Regions from separate parts of the Siniperca chuatsi genome. Here region 2 is linked to region 1. Evidence: chromatin contacts called from public Hi-C data. All regions are on one chromosome and are shown on one strand. Each heading gives the region's core, a stretch centred on a gene start, on an enhancer-like site or on the middle of the called end of the contact. The rest is flanking DNA. Distances are from core to core; before and after follow the strand shown.

Evidence for each region. A called contact is a pair of places that touch in the nucleus more often than the background predicts.
Region 2: a Hi-C map of liver shows a contact between it and region 1, with 5 times the contacts expected there. The contact joins two enhancer-like sites. A contact is called at or near these places in 3 of 3 Hi-C or Micro-C datasets (liver, skeletal muscle and an unstated tissue).

What each region holds. Positions count from the first base shown.
Region 1 is chrLG12:26,546,175-26,551,615 of ASM2008510v1, forward strand. dgkh (diacylglycerol kinase eta) reads right to left here. Exons shown (of 31, transcript XM_044216877.1): 18 at 3,794-3,928; 19 at 3,497-3,614; 20 at 3,162-3,272; 21 at 2,616-2,712; 22 at 1,529-1,636. Among protein-coding and RNA genes, the nearest start is that of akap11, 16 kb to the left of the region's middle. Within about 2 kb of position 1,522, the one cell type or tissue checked has an H3K27ac peak away from gene starts, as active enhancers do. A contact at or near this core is called in liver, where this site is marked.
Region 2 is chrLG12:26,641,652-26,647,613 of ASM2008510v1, forward strand. It overlaps vwa8 (von Willebrand factor A domain-containing protein 8), which reads left to right. Exons shown (of 45, transcript XM_044216782.1): 30 at 1-105; 31 at 418-482; 32 at 588-713; 33 at 803-912; 34 at 1,557-1,708; 35 at 2,493-2,697; 36 at 2,779-2,860; 37 at 3,573-3,777. Among protein-coding and RNA genes, the nearest start is that of LOC122885508, 44 kb to the right of the region's middle. Within about 2 kb of position 2,515, the one cell type or tissue checked has an H3K27ac peak away from gene starts, as active enhancers do. A contact at or near this core is called in liver, where this site is marked.

The DNA of each region.
Region 1 (5,441 bases), core at 272-2,771:
CAGGAAGTGTATGCGCAGTACCATGTTGCATCTATTGATTGTGTACTGTATAACCAATCATTTAAATCTCTCTTAAAGGCTTAGGCTGGCTATTCTTTATTTTGTCATGAAAAGACTCAACAATGCGATAATCTGTCACTCAGTACTTTTTGACTTCCCTCTGTGGCACTAAGTCCCAAATCCATTTGTTCCTACTGAAGATGTACATTTGCCTGTACAATTAATAGGAAAAAATTCACAATTTAAATCGCTATCACAATATTGGGTAGCAATATTTTCCGTAGTCTATGGCACATCAGATTTTGGCTCCACAGGATTAATTCATTGTTGGCTTTGGTCTGGTCATGACATTTGTTGTCAATAAGAAAATATGAAATATCACCAGCCTTATCCTTTAATGTAATTGTGATATGGGTTCACAAATCCTCCCTATCTCTATATTTGTAAAAAGAAAAAACCTGCCTCAAAGGAGACATTTTGCCCTGTCAGCTCAGTTTAGCTGGAGCCTGAATGAGAAATGAATTGTTTCTGAAAGAAGAGGCTTCCAACAATTCTGGTATTGATCTCTGCCAGCAAACTGCCCGTGAAAAGGTCAAAGCAATGAGGAGTCAGCATCTGCCCAAATACATAGAGAGAGTGGCTCAGCAAAACAAAAAGAAGCTGGATAGGTAACATTTCCCCCCAGATGAAATGATCAAAGAACATGATCAGATGTGTTGTCGTGTGGAGCCTAGGCCACTAGATGGAAACCAAAACACGTTCAACAAAAAGTTCTGTACTGCATTTAGTGCTAAAGTAGAGGTGGTAACATGTTGATCAGTGACAAAAGCGAGATATGTAACTTTATCACCAGTTGTTGGTGTCAATAATGTATATTTCAACTATTTTCAAATAAACTCAATCTTTGTTTTATAGTGAAACTACAGATCAGCTGCAATGTGTCAAAATGAATGATTAGACTGCAAAACAAGTCTATTCAAAACAAAGAGAAAACTTTGATTGTAATGTGTGTGTGTGTGTGCACATGATGACTAAGTTTAACTAAATGTCCTCTCCCTGTTTCGGTTTCCTCCTCTCCAGCAAAACAGTTACATAACGGCAAATGCACATACCATATGTGTGTGTCCAAGGGTAACCTCTGCAGGGGCTCACTAAGGGGTGTGTGTGTGTGCATGTGCAAACTAATCCCTCAGCAGGCCTTGTGCTCTGGGCCTTAAACAAACAAGCACAACTATCTCTCTAACCATCCCTCCCCCTGCACCTCCAGGCAGTCAGGGTCATGTTAAACCAGGATCCAGGCTGTCTTTCCCCACAGTTAACAACAGAGAAAACAAGAGAGAACAAGTGAGAGACAAAAAGAGAGAGGTGGAGCCTCAATCCAAGGAGTCTGGCCAATTTCTGATATTGGCTTGAGGAGGAAAACACCCATTTTCTTCTCCAAAGGTGATCTAAGTCCATCCACTTCCAGCAGGATGGAACATTACGCAGAGTTCAGTGAGAACATCTAGTGTACTATAAATGTACTCACATCATCCTCTTTGGTGCCTCCCCAGAAGTTGGTCCCGCCTGCGTAGCTAGGAATGTTTAACACTGCGATCCCCTGAAGGCTTGGCAGTGGGATGTACTGGCCGTCACACTGGGAAAGACAAATAATAACCAGGCAGAGCTCAGCTGGACCAGTAAGTGACAGGAGCAGGGAAGGTACATGTGTCTGTAGGAGAAACTCAGGGTGTCTGCAGGTTTCATGACCATCAAATCTAATATATTTTACTAACTTTCATTGCTACCTTTATCTAACTGCAAGGCCAGTTTCACAGCAAAAGAAAAGAGTCATAAAGCTGTAAAAAAAAAAAAAAAAAGATTTCTGATTGAACAAATGTCTGATGTATAAATGGGCAATCTAAGACTGGCAATAACATTGACACCATTCCTGTATACCCTAATTAGTAATGTCTAAGCAGGCGTTTTGCCGTGCTAAAACTATACATTTCATGGTATTTGCCTTATTTTGTCTACCTTAATATCCAACTCTGCCTTTAGTAAATATCACTATTTAATTGTAGCTGCCTGAAAATGAAATTTTGTTGAAAATAATTCTGTACAACATTGTTAATACCTTTGTGCTGTATGGTATTTTGAACAATTTCAAATTTTTAAAAGGGTTTAAACTTAAACAGCCTCCCGAAGCCAGAAGACTATTTTTTGGCGGGTGACATCAATAAATGACTCTCCTACACCTGACTAGATGAGCACACCATCCACTGGGCTGTAAGTGTTTTTTCAGACTGGAGAAGCATGGCAGCTGTTTCTGAATAAATTTGAGGTGAGAAATAAGATGGGCAGTTGCAGAATCATGCTTCACCTTACATCTACAACACTTAGATAGTGTTTCAAGAGATTCAAGAGTGTTGAGAAGTGGTGAGTCACATCCTCACTAAATCACCCCACACCGTGCTTATTGGTCCTGCCCACAGCTGCCTGGGTCTACAGATCTCCAGTAGATGTTTCTTTAGACTAAAGTCATAGTAAAATCTGAGCATGCAACATGCAGTCTGATTTTCCAGACTTTTTAAGTAAAAGCAAATGTTCTCTGCTGTTCTTCTGTCCTTTCTCACCTCTAGCTGGACCTTCTGCTCCAGGTTCTTGTAGGTTCTCTGCAGAAGCTCCTTTGTGCCCAAAACACCATACCACATCATGTTCTTGGTGCGACTCCTGTGTAGGAGGGGAGCAGAGGGTGAGATTAACAGTGTGGTGAAAATGGAAAGGTTTGTGAAATGAACTGAAAAGATCTTAAACTGTGCTGGAATTGAATGGTTGTTTGACAGAGTTATAAACCACCCAGACACTAGTACTATAGCCTACAGAGATTATATTTCTTTTTTTAAGAGTCAGAACACAAGAAAACAAGCAATATCAGCTTTACTAATGATAATATATGTAGTACATCTGGCTGAATATGCACCTCAGCCAACTGAATGCCAGTGACTTCTGAGCTTGGACACTTCCATCTTGAGAAATGCTTGGTAAATACAAATGCAGGCGACAGAGCAGCTTTCACTGATAAAAAAAACAAAAACATTCCCTTGATGGCTGATTGCCAATAACAATATCTGTTGCTCAATGGCTGACAGATGCCTGGGGGTAAGGGAAATGTGTCTCACCTGCATTTCTCTGGATGCTCCTCTCGCTTGTTGTTGAACTCCAGGGAGATCTTGGCATCCAGGCCGATGCCAAAGTAGTTGTTCATCACACACTTCTCCATGTAGCCCTCTCTGGGTGGAAAAACAGCCACACAAACAGACTAAGTAAGCTGAAACTCACACACAAACATATCAAGGACAAACAGAAACACAGAGAGAGAGAGATGTGGATATAGATTTGCACATGACTGGCCAGAGAGAGAAAGATGAGAAAACACAGTAGAACCAGAAAGATTTTCAAACAGACAAACGGCGACAAAAATGGGAGGAGACACACGAAGAGAAACGGCTCTCACAGTGAGTCGAGGTCGGGGTCGATGAAGGGTGTGGCACCAAAGGGGTCGATGTTAGCCAGCAGCATCTTGCTAATGATGGAGCTGCCAGCGATGGAGGCAGCCAGACCTGCCCGCAAGCCTGCACACACACACACACACACACACACACACACACAGTCATCTGTCACAAGAGGCTGAGTTGAAATGTCCGAGTGATCCTGTCCCTGTGTGTTTTGTTAAGGTCAGGTGAAGGGAAATTTGTTGCATGCATGCTTTGAAATATATATAATGTCTTGTCGTGTGTGTGTGAGTGTTTACCAGGGCAGATGATGCGTGTGTTGAGCACAGGGAGGTTCTCCTTGCTGGTGGTGAAGGGGGTGATGGTGAAGGAGCCACAGGACTGGGTGCTGCGGCTCACCCTCATCTCCGTTGGAGAACAGGGACTCTTAGCAGCTGGACACACAGAAAGAAAGATTCACAACACTATCATTCCTTTTTTTCTACTCAAACATGTGTGGTTCAAATTCCTGGTTCCTTAGGGCAAACACAATAGAGGGTACACAATGACATTACTTTTTAAAACAAACAAATATCTTCTTCTTAAGCCATCTGAACTGACAATAATCCATATAATGAAGGTGACAGTCAGTGGGTGATATTGAAATACGGTGACACACATTTTTATTTATGCTCAGCTCCACACTGTTGAATTAACATTACACTGAACATACTGTATGTTAGTGTTGCTATGTTCCACCAGAAACAGTAGGACCTCTGGTAGGGGACTCTGGCCTTCAGAATAAAAGCAGGGAATTATAAAAGGTAATAAGTACTAAGTGAAAAAAACTTTGGACCTTGAAATTAGATACAGAGGTGCATTCCACAATTCCACATTTTGAGAGTAAAATGCCCAAGGTACAATGTCTATTTACTCCAACTGTCTGAAACCACTACAATTCTTAAGGATACAGTGTAGGGTAACAAGAGTACTTTTATATATTTGTGAAGATGATGCTTTTACTCTGAAGGATTTGGTTTTTAATTTATTGTTGTTGCTGAGAATGTATCAAGTTGAATTTGCCAACCTTACCAAAATCATGAAGATTTAAAATATATTTTGGTTGACTGTTGACAGGTTTGTAAAAATATTTGTCTCATTTAGAAATCTGCATGCTTAGGTAGTGTTTCACAGCCCTGAGTAAGTATAGCTTCACGTTGCCTCCCTTCTTTTTAGCTTTCAGCAGTTATGCATTTTTCCCATTTTAATGCACGATGACAGTTTCTGAACATTGCACTTTGCCACATAGCAACTTTGCTCTCGTTGACATCATGTGAATTCCTATGGGGAAACAAATACGTGCGGGACTGGCAGACTGGGAGGCTGACATTTACTAAAAAGTGGATTTGACCAAACCACGAGTAACAAACCCTTCTGTTCACATCCTCTACTTGCTCAGTGTGTTTTTTGATTAGTGTCCAGGTCAGGAAGGAGTAAGGAGGCAATAAGAGGAAACATGGAGAGGATACAAAGCAGAGGGTTTGACTGATACCTCGTAGTCTTCCAACGGCTGGAAAATGTGTGGAAGGAAGGAAGCAGCCCCATGATAAACAGGAAGAACTTCTGCCCCTAAGACAATAACACATCCTGTGGCCGATGCACACACACTCACAAAGAGGCACACTAGACACTTACACACAGTAACATGCATCCACATACAAAGCTGCACACATTACACACATTCAGACACATATAATCATGCACACACAGACTTTACAGTTGCCCTGCCAGCACAGTTTCGACAGGTACAATCATTCATTATTAACGAAGTTCTCCATTGCCACAGACTGTTGTGGAGACTGAAGATGGAGAGATAAACAGCTTAGCCTGGCGCAAGAGGTGGAATATCACAGGAGAGCAGGGTTTCTCCATGCACTTTCAGCATTAATCCTTGAGTTTATTTATGAC
Region 2 (5,962 bases), core at 1,265-3,764, 96 kb after region 1:
CATGTGGACATGGTAACAGGCGCCGTGCGAAGGCTCACGTTGTCTCCGGACAGCGATCAGCCCTCCACCAGAGCCTCGAATTGGTGGAACAGTAAGGAACAACAGGTCAGAAGTTTCAGTGTCTCCAGAGAGGCTTGTGGCTCTCGAATGCTCAGGGATCATCTCCACTATAGACATAGACTAGACACGTTACTTTTTCCCCATGTGTCCAGTTTTACAAAAGGACTAGTCAACGTTTACACTTTACATATTTGTTTTTGGTGATGAATTAGTATGCATGATCCTGATCAGAATGTTAATGTTTTTCAAAGGGTTGGTGCAGATTATATTTCGAGGAGTGAAGAATAATCACAGAACAAATCATTCCAATGCAGTGTTTGAAATTAACGTGTTGTGTGTATTGATTGTTGGTCGCAGGGGGGGCATAAAATGTGTCATGACTTTGCCCACAAAAACTGGCTTCTCTTCTATAAGGAGGATGGGTAAGTTACTCTGATCTAAACTAGATCTTCCACAACACTATTAAACAGCATCAGTCATACGACGGTATTAATCGCTGACCTGTGTGCTTGTGTTTGTGTGTGCAGCAACCAGCTGGAGGTGCTGGATATGCTGGAGGGCAGGGTTCACTCCATCTCCCTTCCCATCAACCTGAAGTCTGTTTTCCTCGTGGCAGAGGACCGCTGGCTACTGCTGGAGAGCAACACCAACAAGTAAGTAAGGGACGGATTTCAAATCTCTCTGAGGATCTTAAAGTTTGAATTCAGTTATAATGCAGCATACTGTATGTGTCACTGAACAGGAAGTTCCTGCTGACCAAGCCCATGCATATGGCAGCTGAAGACTCTGGAGTGTGTCAGCTCCACAGCATCAGTGAGGACTCAGTCAGCTCAGGCCATGGAGCCAGTACAGGTATATATAATGATAAGGACATTTAGGATGGACATCCCATAGCTCTAAACAAAGGTTGACAGGGCTTTTATGTTCTGTCCAGCTGTTCTGTAGCACTTGTTAAAGACACTATGTCAACCCTATTAACAAAACCAAGCAGGCAGACATCCTGAGAAACAGACTGGTGCCCTAGACAGCCAAATGTCTGCCGTGACAAGACCTCTAAGCTTACCTGTCAACTGGCCTTTAGTCAAACCAAAAATATCAAGTGAACCATGCATATTTCAATCAATATTAAACTTTCATACGACTCCACTTCACAGTTAGTGAGGCCAAAATGTGAAGTAATAAGCAATGTCCAACAATCTAGACTGAATTAGTCCACGAAGGTCATAAGTCACTGTAATAAGTCAGTGGATCTAACTGAGGACGGTGCACTGTATTGTAATCTAAAGAAGAAATATATGAGCCCTTAAGAGGGTTTCTGCAGTGAGCTCATTGATATAGTAGACACTGGATCTCTCACATGAAGTACGATGCTACAGACCTCTCCAGAGCTCTTTTCATACAACTGCAATGTCTGGTACGTTAACAAAAATTTCCTTTCCTGTTTCTTTCTCTGTTCCATCATGCTCTGTTCGGCCCCTTCACTCCCACCCTCCCAGCTGAGGTGTCCGTACCCCAGATGCTGTCATGTGAGCAGCTACCCAACGAGAACCTCAGCGCCGCTCTGGACCAGAAGATTGTTTCACCTAACCGTGTACTGACCGACACCGGCTCCTTTGCACGGGTCATTGTGGGCTTCCCAGACCTCATGGTGAGATTATAAAATGTAGTAAAAAATTGTGGGTCAATGTTTGGGACACATAAAGCTTTTGTAGATTTGAACTAATCATTTGACATTACATCTGCACAGGACAACATTTTCCTGTGACATTTTCATGTCAATTTCAGGTGTGTGGTATGACCACTGGTGTAGTAGCTTGAAGATATCTCTCCATCTACAGAGAAGATTAGACAAAATAGGAGACATTTGCACTTCATTAGTATCATATTACATGTTTTTAGTGTTACTGAAGTACTTCAAACTAGTTATTCAAGTTATTTTCCACCATTTTTTCAAGTTTTCTTGTGCAGCTTTAGGGAGCAACACTTGAAGGGTGGCAAAGTTATTTAGTGTTAAACCCTGTTGCCCTGCAGCAATATGGAACATACTTTTTGTTGTGGAGTTTATATGCTCTCACTGTATTTACGTACTGTAGGTTTCCTGCCGTTTTCCATTTTACTCTTTTGTACCAAAGACATGCTAGTCAGGTGGATCAAAGACTCATAACAGGGCATAGATATGAATGTGTGTCTGTGTATCAGTGTTAACCCTGCAAGTGGAGTGGGGCCCATTCAGTATGTCCCTGCTGTCAGTTTAATGTATTCCTGAAAAAAATTCAATGAGTAGAGAACATAAATGAAAGCTTGGTTGAATGAGGTACTCTAGTGTGGATGCTAGAACTGATGAATATTAATATACTCACAACTAGGCCAAACAGCTGTGTGCTTGATATATAAGTAGTGATATTTTCCTCTTGATTTCTTTTCTTGTCCAGTCCCCTAACGAGGTGTACAGCTTTAAGAGGCCTGTTGACCTGTCAGGGATGAAGAGTGCTGAGAGTGGGGCTCACATGTTCCTCAGAGGTGGGCTTCGGTCCAGCACGGCCAAACAGGAGAATTGTGTCAGTCTGCTCTCAGCCAATCAGGTGGTCCGAGCACTTCCACCCAACAAGGTGCCCCTGAAGGAGGTCTACCCCAAAGGTCAGAGTTCATAGCATTCACACAATTCAAACAGAGAATGTATTCAGTGTGTGCAGACTTGTTTTCCTGTTTGTCTCTCAGATGTCACACCTCCAATGACAGCGGCGTACCTGGAGGTGACTGATCTGAACTCCAAAAAAGTCAAATATATTCCTGTTCCAAGGTAAACACAGCACACCTGTTTGTTACTGTGTCTCACTCTGCAATACTTTCACAACAAGAACATCATTTTGCATCTTGTAGCACCAGCTAGTGGTCAGAGCCAGCATTGCACTGAGAAATACTAATGCATTGTCTCTATACTGTATGTTTTACTATTGCGTTTTTAAATTTGCAAAACTATTATTTTATGATTCTTGGTATCATTAAATGCGTATGTATCACCAAAGAATGAAATGTGTATAAATCAACCTTTACTCTTGTAAAACATACAAAAATATCTGCTCCTATTATTTGTAAAAAGGCAGTAGACATTTTGATCATTTATCCTGTCTTGCTGTTACAGTACATGTTCTGTGTAAGTTAGTGCCGTGTCTTTTGTGATTTTGCCTCATTCCATTTTGCATACAAGTTTTTTCCTGCCCATCTAAATCAAAGTGGGCCACATTAGTGTATTTGTTTGACCATTTAAGCCAAGTGGGGGAAAAAGCCCATTTTGATAACAGTGTAAGCATCAAAATTCAGACACATATAATCAAGGTCATCATGTTGAGCTAGGGAAAACCCCGGCATAGCTAACGTTTTTTTGACAGACAACATATTTTTCACATTTGAGGAAAGTTTAAATGTTAAATCGAGTGAAAGTCTTGAAGCCCTTTTGATGACTTCTCTAAGTGACTGCGTTTTCCACTTTCCTGCATATTTGTGATTGGCAGGTCAATGACTGTGTCGCCTTACACCAGCTGGTTGTCCAAGGTGTCAGAGTCTGATGTGCTCATAGCTGCTCTGGGTTCTGGAGGTGTGGTCACAGTGGATATGGGTGGGTACGTCCGGCTCTGGGAGACAGGATTGGACACCCTGCAGCGATCACTGATGGAATGGAGGAATATGATTGGGACGGAGGATGGTAGACCTTTACAGGTAACATCACAACTTTGTTAGAAATGGTCTTAAAAGCGTCTGTGGATACCTCAATGTTGTATCACAAAGATGCAGTTTCTCTCAACACCAATGAGGGGCAGTGCTACTTTAAAAATAACTCTTGTGAACAGAATTTCAACTGGATGTCACTCTGCATACTTGCCTCACTCTGGCGGAATATATTAGCTGCCGAAACACTCCTGATTTTATGCTAACCGGAATGTTTCCAGACCCAAAATGCATGACCCTGTACCCATGGTGGGTGTGTATGAATGGACGGCTTTGTGCTGATGATGCAATAGTTTTGACCCTTGGTATGGGTCAGAACATTCGGACCAGCGTACTGAGAAAGCATTGTTAACGTGCCCACGTACACAACACAGGCAGACAAATTCTTTAGATAGCATAGCCTCCCAGATGTAGGGTGCATTATCTGCGGTTCTGTGGTTTGTGCACAAGGTAGTGAGACAAAGAAGCCAATACAGGGACTAAAATGAGGATATCAAAGAGGAGTAATACAAATTCACAAATTGATTGTTAACTTTCGTGTCTATGAGATAAGCATCTTTTATGTGAAACGCAAGCAGTATGAGCAAGCCTAAAGTTTTTTTTAGGAATGAATGAAGGGAAAGTAAAAAATATTATTTGTGTCAGTCTTCATCATTTTCTACATTTGCTCCTGCAATAAGGCATGACGAGATGTAATCATTGTGTTTTTGGGTACTCATTCTGTGTTGCCTTGACTCCAGAGATATAGATTTTCTTAAGAGTGTGCTGAGGCCCCCGGGCTACTGAGCCAAAATTTAAGCAGACTGCCTTTGACTGAGAATGTATTCATTAACACACACACACACACACTCCCATACACCTGCACACCTTCAATGCACACACGGGACCTCTCTCTAGCCTAGATCCCTCAGTAGCCAAGTCTTCTTCGATGGGGCACCTTGAGTCCACTGTAGCTCAGACTTAGACAGTGCTGTGCTCTGTGTTAGCTCACTGGACACAACAGTAGCACTACTGTATTTAGACATACCTGTGTAAAAGGCTCTCTGCTCAGAGATATGCTACTTTACCAAACTGTTTACACACCTCACCTCCATATGGGCTTACCTGTTTGTATATGGCACATATGCATTACTTGAGAAATACCTTGTTTTTATGACACACTTAAAGAGTGTAACAAGCAGGCTTTTGACCAAAATATGAAATAAAAAAGGAAAGCAGGAAATAAAATAAATCGTCATGCTCACCTCTTAACTTATGTTTGTCAGAGGTGATTAACAGGTTTTATTAGCAAAGATCATGCCTATTGTCCCTGTAGAGAAAAGACATGACAGCTCATTGCCTTCATAATACTCTCGCTCCATGCACACATTTCTGGACAACCACACGTTGGGCTGTGTGTGTGTGTGTGTGTGAGCGAGTGTGTGTGCAGGTGTGCGTGACTGTCTGGTCTTCAGTACTCAATAGTTCCTCTCAGTCTGACATTGTCCCATTACAGCACTGATGACATCATCAATACACACACACAGATGCACAGGACACATCAGTCATTATCTGTCTGCACACACAACACATGGCTTTTGTTTAACTGGTGCTTCTGGTGCCAAGTAGGTGTCTGCAGGTTTCCAGCGTAATATAATCACGTTCATAGCACTTCATTCTTATATATCCAGTCACTCAACCTGACACTTAATTCTACAATATGGCTGTTTTTACACCTGTATGTCAATGTCTGGGTGTTTTTCCATCTACTGCCCTGATTGGCCACCTGCCACCTTTTTGCCCCCCCCCCGCCCTTGCCCGACTGAAGCGAGCTTTTCAGTTACACTCATACGCACATCTACACTTGCTTGCTCCTTCAAAGTTCAAATCGTCTGCAGACTTGTGCCACAATCTGTAAGCTGCAGTAGTTAACATTAACATTAACATTAACCTTGAAATATGTACATTTTGGAACAAGTAACATGTTATGGCAAGACTTGTTACCACATCAAACACTTTATGCCATAATTCAAGAACAAATTACTACATTTTAGTTCGTACACACCTGCACGTACACACAGTACATCTTGGGTTCATAAACTTACACAAATAAAACATTACAACACAGAGCCCAAGAAGTGCCCACCGGCTCAGAGGGTAAGAAGAAAGAGGAAAGGCATGTCCAGAGTGCACTCTC